2 separate regions of the Pan troglodytes genome follow, and region 1 is linked to region 2. Evidence: chromatin contacts called from public HiChIP or PLAC-seq data. All regions are on one chromosome and are shown on one strand. The core of a region is the stretch at or near the end of the contact, and the rest is flanking DNA. Distances in the headings are between cores, read along the strand shown. Region 1 holds the start of SMYD3 (SET and MYND domain containing 3). Region 2 holds the start of LOC104004823.

The links. HiChIP or PLAC-seq counts read pairs in DNA pulled down with a chosen protein or histone mark.
Region 1: an H3K4me3 HiChIP or PLAC-seq map of stem cell-derived excitatory neurons shows a contact between it and region 2, with 5 times the contacts expected there. The contact joins the promoter of SMYD3 here to the promoter of LOC104004823 in region 2. A contact is called at or near these places in 1 of 7 Hi-C or Micro-C datasets (stem cell-derived neural progenitor cells) and 1 of 1 datasets of contacts at active chromatin or transcription factors (stem cell-derived excitatory neurons).

The regions. Positions count from the first base shown.
Region 1 is chr1:2,621,853-2,627,619 of NHGRI_mPanTro3-v2.0_pri, reverse strand. It overlaps SMYD3 (SET and MYND domain containing 3), which reads right to left and starts at 3,774. Exons shown (of 12, transcript XM_514316.9): 1 at 3,454-3,774. The coding sequence starts at 3,617.
Region 2 is chr1:2,434,044-2,439,763 of NHGRI_mPanTro3-v2.0_pri, reverse strand. LOC104004823 reads left to right here and starts at 2,176. Exons shown (of 3, transcript XM_063789995.1): 1 at 2,176-3,242; 2 at 4,493-5,026; 3 at 5,128-5,720. The coding sequence starts at 5,529.

The DNA.
Region 1 (5,767 bases), core at 2,525-5,024, 190 kb before region 2:
ATACACATAACTCATACCCAATTGTCAACCAACCTGTTCTACCTCCGTCAAATTAAAAATGCATGCAACGGCAGAAGGACAATATAAGTGATTTCAGGCCGGGGATAGCGGCTCACGCCTGTAATCCCAGCACTTAGGGAGGCTGAGGCGGGTAGATCACCTGAGGTCAGGAGTTTGAGACCAGCCTGACTAACATGGTGAAACCCCATCTCTACTAAAAATACAAAAATTAGCCAGGCGTGGTCTGTAATCCAAGCTATTAAGGAGGCTGAGGCAGGAGAATCGCTTGAACCTGGGAGGCGGAGGTTGCGGTGAGCCAAGATCACACCATTGCACTCCAGCCTGGGCAACAAGAGCAAAACTCCATCTTAAAAAAAAAAAAAAGTGATTTCAGATTATAATTTCATTGCCATTTACTCTTTCTACAACTTACATACTTCATTTTCTTTTCCAGGCACAACATGGAAAAACCAGAAGCCATTCCTTAATGAGAGGAAAAAGGTAAGATAAGCCATGAAGCAGGTTCACCTTTCTCCATTAACAAAAACAAGTATACAGAACTAAAGCTACTAATCAAAACAGCTCTGGAGCAAAGGAAATCATGTAAAACTTGGTAACCATTATTTCTGGAGCCTAAGGAAGTAGAGTTGTGCATCCCTTAAGGACATCATGAGGTGATTTCATTGTTGTAGGAACATCATGGTGTATCCTCGCACAAACCTAGACTGTGCATACAGCCTGCTACACACCTAGGCTAGCAGGTATTGTCTGTACTGCCTACTGCTCTGAGGCTATAAACCTGTACCGCATGTTACTGTACTGAATACTGTAGGTAACTATAAAACAATGGTAAGTATTTGTGTATCTAAATGTACCTAAACACAGAAAAAGTACAGTTAAAAAATGATATAATCATACAGGGCCACTGTCATGTATCTGGTCTTTCGCTGACCAAAATGTCGTTATGCAGTGCATGACTGTAATTATCATCAATATCTGTTTTTTTAATTCTATTTTGATTTTTCCTTTCCCATGTAACTGTTAATTGCTACAAACTAACATTTTCATTCCATACTTAATTCAGATGGAAGGCAGCAGAAGGACAGGGACAGTTAGGAGGAAAATTCTGCCAGACATTCATACTAAGGGCTTACTATGTGTTAGACACTGGGGCTACAAAAATTGAAAGATGCACTATTCTTAAAGACTTCACAATGGACAGTGAATAAAGAGAAACAAATTTTACTTACAAGATGACAAATAATACAGAAACTTATCCCTCAAGGACAGGCATTCAACAGTGGCAGAAAACTGCATCAAACAATGCACTAACATTTCCCTAACACTATTTTCAGGTTGCAGTGATTCCCAACCAGGCTCTTTGGAACACTATAACCACTGAAATGGGAGTGTTCAAACAGAGCAACTACTACCACAACACAAGTGAACTGTGTATCCTGGCAATCCAAAGTAAGTGCAAATATTTTGTGTCTGTGTAAAATACTAGTAAGTATTTGTCAGTCATTATGAAGAATCTGTTTAGCTTGTTTTGTTTAGATGCTTAGCATTTACTTATATCCCTTTTTCTATGTTTATGTTTGCTGATTTCCCCACTGGATAACTATCGGTGGGAAGTAGAGTGAGCCTGCCTTCTATCTTAAAAGCCAAAAAGGCTAAATACCGTCTCAACCTCCCTCGCAGCTAGGGGTGCAGGCAGTGACCTAAGTTTAGCCAATCCAAGACACTCACTGAGGACTTTGAATAAAAGCCAGTATCACAAAGAAGAATGGTTGAGAGAATCATTCTCCAGCAACAGTGAGTTTCCCAAGGAGCAGCAGCAGCAGCAGCACCAGGGTCCAGTGTCTATGGTGTTCGTGGTATCTACTGCAGAATCCAATATTATCAGGCGACAGAAGTGATATACACCCCAGATCCCAGCCCCAACTACTTTTGCAGTGCAATCCTAACTTGGTTTCAGCCGATGCCCAGTCAAGTCTTGGCAGACTTTAAAGCAACACTGAGAACTCCCCCAAAACTCTTTCATTAAATTCCTTTTTTGCTTAAATCCCCACAGTTACTGCAAACAGGAAAAATGAATGAGACTAACGAAATAGTATGGTAAATCAACAAGCATCCCACCCACAAAGGGTTTGTGTAGCTAATTTTGGAAATGCACAATTCCGTGTGTCACAAGACTCAACTTCAGCTCTAATGATTCAATTGCCAATTTGTCACCATTTATTCATTCCAAAACTTTTCTGTTCCAAGAACTATCTTGAAAGGAACGAATTGTTTTCAACCACACAGTTTACAAAAACTTCAAGATGCTGCTCTCTCCCGAACAGATGTTTTCGCTGTTATCATTACTTCAGAAAGCAACAGACAAAATTATTATTTGGTAGCTCTAAAATGCAAAGTCATATTCCTGAATTATGAATCAAATGAGAACAAAGTAAGAACAATGGTCAAATTACAGATACGAGTTTTGCACTTACCGTCCCACCTCCACCCACCTAAATCTCAGACTGGCAGGTCTGAAAAGCGGCCATGCACAAAATCATCGCACTCATCTCAAAATAGAACTCTTCTTCCTCGCACACAGAAGCTCAATAATATTTGTTGACTGAATGCAGTTCCTATTATTCATGTATGTTACACATTTCCATAAATTGCTTTCACATAGCACTTTACACCTGCACAGCGCGTCCAGGCTTCCAAAACACCTTCACGTGAATCCCTGCATCTAGAATGGTGGTTAAGAGTTAGACATGCCTGCACAGCCATTAAATGGCACAGCACACGGGGGACCCGTGTCTGATGCTCCCACAGCACATTAATTGCCCCTCTATTCCAGCCCCTCTGGTACACTGTAATTCTCTCTCTCACTTGATCAGCTCCTTGAGGCGGTCCCGTTCATCTTCGTATCCCCAGGCCACACACAACCCAGACCACAGAGGTGCACTGTAAACATCAAGATTCTTCCACCTCCTGCAAGCCTGATGCTTTACCGGCGGGGCCTCTGCGGGGGAGCCTGATTTATACTCATCCCAGCTCCCACCCAGCCCCACGCCCGCCACCTGTGATTTCCACAGCCGCACCAAGGAAGACTGTCCAGCACACAGACTTTTCGTTTCCCAGCAAAATTACCCCCGGCACGACGCTTCCCCCTTAAGTCTGCCCAATGGCTTTCCCATTTCCACCGCAGCCCAGGTTGGGGGGCAGTGGCTGAGCCTGGGCCCCCTCCCCAACCTCGCTGCGGCAACCTAGGGGGGTGTCCGGGCGGGGCCTGTCAGCAGCGACCCGCCCCCGGGCACACGCGCGTCAGGGGCAGCACCGCCAAGCTGCCTGTGCAGCCCCATCCAGCCGGAGTCCCGCGGCTGCCGCCCGCCCGACGCCCCCCCCAGCACCCCACACAGCTCGCGACTCAGGTGGGCGAGGGCGCTCCATACGCACCCGAGAAGGCAGCGGTCGCAGACCACGCCACGACTGCCCTTGCACACCGTGTACGCCAAGGGATCCGAGCGGAAGAGCAGCTCTCCGGGGCGCAGCGGGGTCACGGCGCGCAGCCCGTTTCCCCTGTTGGCGGTTGCGAACTTTTCCACCTTCAGCGGCTCCATCCTCCCGCAGCTCCGGCACCTCAGACGGCTACCCGCGTCCAGCAGCGGGCGTCTCACGGGCTGCCGGGACCCGCGCGCCTGCGCCCTGCGCGCACACGTACGCCCGAGGGGCGGGGCGGGCGCGATGGGGCATGAGCATGCGCAGATGGAGTCTGGAGGGACGGCTGGAGTGGCGTGTGTGGGACCTGAAGGTAGTCGTAAGGCTCCGCGTGCGGCTCGTGCCCATGGCGACTGCGCAGAAGACAGGCGGGGTTTTTTTCCCCCTCTAACATTGTATTACGATCATTTTAACGCATACGGAACAGTTGAAAACAGTGCAGTGAACACCTGTATACCTCCGCCTAAATCAGACAACCTAGCACTTTGCCATTTCTGCTCGTCACTCTCTCCCCACCTGTAGCTATGTATGCACGTATTGTCGTTAAACTATTTCAAAGTTGCAGGCATCATGACATCACAACTAGTACTTTGCACTGTAACTTTTTTTTGTTTTAGGACGGAGTCTTGCTCTGTCGCCCAGGCTGGAGTGCAGTGGCGAGATCTCGGCTCACTGCAACCTCCGACCTCCGGGTTCAAGCGATTCTCCTGCCTCAGCCTCCCGAGTAGCTGGGACTACAGGCATGTGCAATCCTCCCGCCTGGGCCTCCTGACTAGATGGGACTATAGGCACACGCCACCATGCCTGGCTAATGTTTTTTACTTTCCTCCAGAGACAGTCTACCTATGTCGCCCAGGCTAGTCGCAAACTCCTGGCCTCAAGTGAACCTGAACCTCCTGCCTTGACCTCTCGAATTGCTGGAATTACAGGTGTGAGCCACCACACCCAGCCTAATTTTCTTTTTTGTTTTTGGGGGTTTTGTTTTGTTTTGTTTTGTTTTTTGAGACGGAGTCTCATTCTCGCCCAGGCTGGAATGCAGTGGTACGATATTGGCTCACTGCAACCTCTGCCTCCCGGGTTCAAGCGATTCTCCTGCCTCAGCCTCTTGAGTAGCTGGGACTACAGGCGCCTGCCACCACGCCCGGCTAATTTTTGTATTTTTAGTAGAGACGAGGTTTCACCGTGTTAGCCAGGATGGTCTTGATCTAACCTTGTGATCCGCCCGCCTCGGCCTCCCAAAGTGCTGGGATTACAGGCGTGAGCCACCGCGCCCAGCCCACCCGGCCTAAATTTCTTAGTTTGGACTAACGTGCCATGGTAATGCAAAATGTCATTATTAAGGGCAGCTGGATGGAAGGTGTAGGAGTACACTATAGTGCCTTTCAATTTTTCTGTGTATCTAAAGTCATTTCAAAAGTAAACATTTATTTTAAAACATGAAGGTGGTTATGTTTCCATGAGTGTAAAGTACAAAAGGCAGGCTCGTGGTGCCGTCAGAAGTCAGAACACTGGTTTCAGGGCTGGGGGTGCTGGGAGGGGCTGGGCATGGTTGGCTTTGTGATCTAGGGCTGGTGTGTTCCATCTGTGAATATCTTTTAAGCTGTGCACTTACCAGGGATGTAAGTCATATCTTAATAAATTTTCATAAGTTTGACAAAAAATAAAATGAGGATGGGAAGCTTGTTTGGGTTGTGGGGCCTCGGGTGCTTATCCAGCCATGAGCTGTGTCCCAGATGCTTCTAGAAGCCTGGAGGGAGCTGAGAACATTCCAAGTCGAGGTGGCAGAGCCAAGGCCCTGAGGTGGGAGCGCAATGCTGCACATCCCCAGCTGTGAATGGGGTGTCCTGGTCAGAAGCAGTGCTGTGTGCACTGCAGGGCTGGCAAATCCATGTCCACATTGTGGCTTGGTGCAGTGAAAGCCAATCTCAGCCCCCTCCGCAGTGTGATTAGCCTGCCAGCAGGTGGCCAGCTGGTCCTCCTGGGAAATGGTGCCAACCCAGAGATTGGGTGCAAGTGTCTCATCCACGGAGGGGCGCTCAGCAGTGGTGTCAGCCTGGTGAGCCTCGGTAAGGGCACGTGCAGGATGCTGAGCCTCTTCTGTTCCCATGCCCGTCTCAAGGCCACTTGCTCCATGGGCCCATCCAGCAAGCATGGTGGCCAGGAAAGAAGCCGGCTCCATTCACAGGGCGTGCTGTTTTGCTCACCTCAGGACCAAGAGCATCCTCCGTAGTGATTCTCTTTGGTGGGAGCACTAGAAACATGAACCACAGAT
Region 2 (5,720 bases), core at 927-3,426:
AATCTAAGTCCAAGCACCATGTTTTCTTGGCACTTGCATCTCCCCCGTCCAATTAGACTGCAGCCCTTAAGCCCCTTGTGTATAGAACTCTGACTGCTGAGTTCTCAGAGCAGTGGCTGAGGCTCTGCACACGTGTGAGCTCCAGGCGCCACACCGCCCCCGATGGACAGTCCCCTGAAGGAAATGAACCCTCAGCGGTCGGAAGCACCATTGCCCCTCTGAGTCCCTGACTCCGGCTCAGGGGACATTTCCCACCAGTGTGATGGCGGCTGGGTATTTGCAGCCTGACCTGTCTACTCGTGGGAGTAGAAGACCCCTCAGAAGCAGAGCGAGCGTCCGAGCATGGTGGCTCACGCCTGTAATTCCAGCACTTTGGGAGGCCGAGGCAGGCAGATCCCGAGGTCAGGAGTTCAAGACCAGCCTGGTCAATATGGTGAAACCCCGTCTTTACTAAAAATACAAAAATTAGCCGAGCGTGGTGGCGGGCACCTGTAATCCCAGCTACTCAGGAAGCTGAGCCAGAAGAATCGTTTGAACCCAGGAGGCGGAGGCTACAGTGAGCCGAGATCACGCCACTGCACCCCAGCCTGGGAGACAGAGTGGGACTCCATCTCAAAAAAAAAAAAAAAAAAAGGAGAGTGAGCCCCGTTGAGGGCTGTGTGGTGAGGGAACAACTTTGGCCTACTACAAAAAAGTAGGACAGAGACTGCAGAATCAAACCTTTAACTTAAAACTTCAGATTTAAACAACTTTGGAGGAACACATAAGCAAAACATCTCCCTCCTTTACCACAGAAATGTTTTACATATCCCTGTGGCCTCAGTTAGTGTTTTTTCTTTTTTTACATTTGAGATATAATTCATATACCATAAAATTCAAAAACTTGGTGAACAATTCTGTGGTTTTTAGTATATTCATGTAACCTGTGTATAAAGTTTCTTCCCCATAGTTATAATCATAGTATGTAAACTTTTTTTTTTTGCTATTTTCTTCACTTTGCCTAATTTCATCCTCATATTCCTTTTTTCTTTTTTTAAGAGAGGGTCTCACTCTGTTGCCCAGGCTGAAGAGCAGCAGCGAGATCACAGCTCACTGCTGCCTCAATCTCCTGGGCTGAGGCAATCCCCCCACCTCAGCCTCTTGAGTAGCTGGGACTATAGGCGCATGCCACTATGCCTGGCTCATTTTTGTAGTTTTTGTAAAGACAGGTTTCTCCATGTTTCCCAGGCTGGTCTCAAACTCCTGGGCTCAAGCCATTCGCCCGCCTTAGCCTCCCAAAGCGCTGGGATGACAGATATGAGCCACTGAGTCTGGCTGTAACCTTTCTTTATTCATTAGACATTTGGGTTTTCTACCTTTCTCTCTATAATAAATGAATACTACTGTAAATATTATTGTACAGATAGACCTTTGTTTTGAACTATTATTATTATTATGATTTTAGACACAGAGTCTTGTTCTGTTGCCCAGGTTGGAGGGCAGTGGTGTGATCATAGCTCACTGCAGCCTAAAACTCTTGGACTCAGGTGATTCTCCCACCTCAGCCTACCAAGTAGCTGGGACCATAGCTGCACGCCCCCACGTCTGGCTAATTTTTTAAAATTTTTGTAGAGACAGGGTCTCCCTATGTTGCTCAGGCTGATCTCAAACTCCTGGGCTCACGCGATCCTTCCACCTCCGCCTCCCAAATTGCTGGGATTACAGGCATGAGCCACTGCACCTGGCCTTGAACTTTTTACTTAGAAATACATTCAGAGGTTTTTGGATTACTGAATAAGGGGTAAGATTGTTTTAAGGCTCTTGTTTTATTATTTTCCTTCAAAAAGACTGAACCCCTGTAATAAACTGGTGACACCAGTGATGTTTACACATGTCTGTATCCAATACTTGACCAGCCCTGGGTTCATTATCATCTTCATTTATGCCGGTAGGTGTAAAATGGTACATGATATAATTTTAAATTTAATTTCTTTAATAACTGGAGAGGAAGCAAGCCTTCCTACCCTGTGATTTTAAGCATCTAAAAGGAAGCTTCATGTGGTAGACTTGCTCTCATCCTATCACACTGCTAAACAAGGATCTACAGTGCCTAATTTCTGTTAGATTCAAATCTAAACATAACACATAGTTGATGCTAAATATCTATTTCATTGCTTTATGGCTTCTAAAATCTGAATATTTCCCCAACAGAGAGTAATCTGAGATATTATGCATCATATATATATATATACAATTTTTTTGCAACAAGGTCTTGCTCTGTTGGCCAGACGCTGGCGTGCAGTGGCGCTACCATAGCTCACTGCAGCCTCCAACTCCTGGGCTGAAGCTATCCTCTTGCCTCAGCCTCTCAAGTAGCTGGGACTACAGGCATGTACCACCAGGACTGGCAATTTTCTTAATTTTTATTTTTCATAGAGACATCTCACTATGTTGCCCAGGCTGGTCTCTAACTCCTGGGTGCAAGTGATTCTCCTGCCTTGGCCTCCCAAAGTGCTGGGATTACAGGCGTGAGCTGCCACGCCCAGACCAGTTTTTCCATCTTGGACTCTCAGCTCCAAATTCCCCCTTTTGGACTACTCTGTGAAAATGGATCTGGACCTTTAAATATTTTTTCCCGGGCTAGCTAGCACTGAAATCTTGCCAGTAGAGGGTGATAGAGAGACACTGGAGAAGGAAAAGAGGTTGACTTGCTTCTGGGTTCCAGGGTGCTCACTGGGTGGTTCCCCCAGTGCCCCACTCCTACAGGAACTGCAGCCAGCAGCACCCAGGAGACGGAACCTCCCTGCCCAGCCCGGCGCCCGCCAGCCCTGGTGCCGTTTCCCAGGAGACGGAACCTCCCTGCTCAGCCCGGCGCCCGCCAGCCCCGGTGCCGTTTTATAGCAGCATGCCTCTAGCAATCAAGACACCTGGCACCTCGGAGGGCCGACTTCCAGAAGGATTTGCCACAGGGCACCACAACAACTTCTCTGCCATTCAGAGTCACAGCTGCACAGGTCTGGATCTCCGCCTGGGGCCGGGGTGGGGGCTCTCTCAGTCCTGGGGCTGGTTCACTGGACTTTTCTTTCTTTGTTACTAGCCAGCCCCTCATGGCTGTAATCCCTTGCTCTAGTAAATAATTCTTTATATTGAATTTTCTCTGTTCAAATTACTATGTGATTTCTCTCTCCGGACTGGACTCAGACTGATACAAGTATGGACCCCCTAGAAGGAACAACAAATGGAGCTGCCGTCTATATACACACGTGAGATGGAATTCGTGTTTTAGATCCTTTCCAACACCTTGCTGTCTCAGAGGGCGGAGGACTCGGGTCCCACCTCACACGTGGCAGCCGGCCCTGGCGCAGGCACCTGTTCCCAGCTGAGGCAATCAGAACCCACCTGGGATTTTTTTTTCACCCTCGAAGCCAACTTCTCTCCCTTAAACTAAAGCAGAAAGAGTATGAGGATGTGACTTCAGAACTGCCTGCTCCATCCCTTGCCCAGGGGGAGGCTTAGAGTCTGATGGGGCTGGGCACCGTGGCTCATGCCTATAATCCTAGCACTTTGGGAGGCTGAGGCGGGCAGATTGCTTGAGCCCAGGTATTTGAGACCACCCTGGGCAACACGGTGAAGTCCTATCTCTACAAAATATATGAAAAATTAGCCAAGCGTGGTAGTGCATGCCTGTAGTCCCAGCTTCTCAGGAGGTTGAGGTGGACAGATGGCTTGAGCCCGAGAGGCGGAGGTTGCAGTGAGCATGCCACGGCACTCCAGCCTGGGCGACAGAGCAAGAGTGTGATGGACTCGAAGATGAGAGATGGCAAAACAGAGAGAGACTCCTAATGTCATCTCCCACCCTTTTAATGAGACAGGATCTGCCTCTGTCACCCAAGCTGGAGTGCAGTGGCACAATCACAGCTCACTGCAGCCTCAACCTCCTGGGTCAAGTGATCCTCCTGCCTCAGCCTCCCAAGTAGCCGGGCCTACAGGCACGTGCCACCATGCCTAGCTAATTTTTTAAATTTTTTTAGAGATGGGGTCTCACTGTCACTCAGACTGGAGTGCAGTGGTGTGATCATAGTTTACTGCAACCTCAACTTCCTGGACTCAAGTGATCCTCCCACCTCAGCCTCCTGAGTAGCTGGGACTATAGGCGTGTACCACCGCACCTGGCTTATTTTTTAATTTTTGGTGGAGAAGGAGTCTCCCTTTGTTACCCAGGCTGGTCTCCAACTCCTGGGCTCAAGTGATCCTCCTGCCTCAGCCTCCCAAAGTGCTGGAATTACAGGCATGAGCCACCACGCCCAGCCCAAGGCCGTCTTTGTGTTTCCAAATATTTTCAGACCAGTTTCAGTCTTTCCACCTATATTGTGGGGGAAAAAAAGTAAAATGAAAAAGTAAATTTTAAAATTAGAATTAAATGAAAAAATTAAAAAGTAAAAAAAGGGTATTCAATATCACATTGATAATTTACTCAATAATGAATCTTTTTATTTTTTCTTACCTAACGTAGGTCGATTTAGGTCTCTGTCTCTGGCAACTGAAAAGAGACCCAACAAAACATCTTACAGAGCACCAGGGCCGATTCTTGATGCGTCGTTAGATTCTGTGTAGCCAGAAAGCAGAAACAGAAACATATCCAAGCCAGGCGGAGGAAAAACTTTGAGGCCTGTTTATCCAGGTTCAAGACAATTTCTATTTAAAAAAAAAAAAAAAAGAAAAAAAGAAAGAAAAAAAAAAGCTCATAACCGAATAAGTTCAGATTCTCCTGAGTGTCAGAGCTAAGATCTAACGCCTCTGCTGGTTTCCATGACAACCACCAGCAGCTACAATCATGCCGAACCAAGAACCAGAGGATTCAGTAACTTTACCTTGATTCTGTGGCCAGATTATTGCCAATTTTAAAAGGAAATGCATAGTGAGCCCCTGTCTCTGTTGTGTCTTCAGTTGTCCCTTGAAATGTGGATATCTTGACAAGAGGCCAGGGCCTATCCTATCTCATCTCCCCGAGCTAGTGTCCTTCCCAGATGAATTTCTTCTGGCGCTGGTGAGATTACTTGGTGACCTAGTTCCAACTACACAAGTTATGCTGTCGTGATTGCTGGGGGTAATTGCTCAAAATAGCTCTCTGATTTGTTTCATAAACAGGCTCTGTGGCAGGCTCATGTCGTTTTTTCCCCAAAGAAGAGATTCCAGAGACGAGGCCTTCACTGAGAGCTTGCTCCTCTACCTCTGGGTCAAAGGCTGTGGGTTTCAGGGCTGGGACGGGAGACACAGAGAATCTGTCTCTCGGGAATGCCAAGTTGAGGTCCTAGCCTGGCTAGGAACTCTTGCATTCCCCTTGCTTCGCTGTAGCCTCCCCTGGGAACAGATCTTCCAGGAGGGTTGCACCGAGTGATGACACTGTTGCATGAGGCTCTGCAGTGCTTGGACACAGAACTGCACTGCGGCCTTCCAGATGCTCAGCTGGAAAACCCCTGAGAACCTGAGGCTTTTCTACAGCACATTAGAGCTTATGACTGGAGAGTGTCTACCGCCTGAGGGCAGGGATGAGATTTTTACCTATCCTATTCACCTGTTTAGGTGCCCACTTCATCCTAGACTCCCTTCTTTTCCCTCCCTTCCTCCCTCCCTTTCTCCCTCCCTCCCTCTTTCCCTTCCTCCCTCCCTTCCTTCCTCCCTCCCTCCCTTCCTCCCTTCCTTCCTCCCTCCCTTCCTCCCTCCCTCCCTTCCTCCCTCCC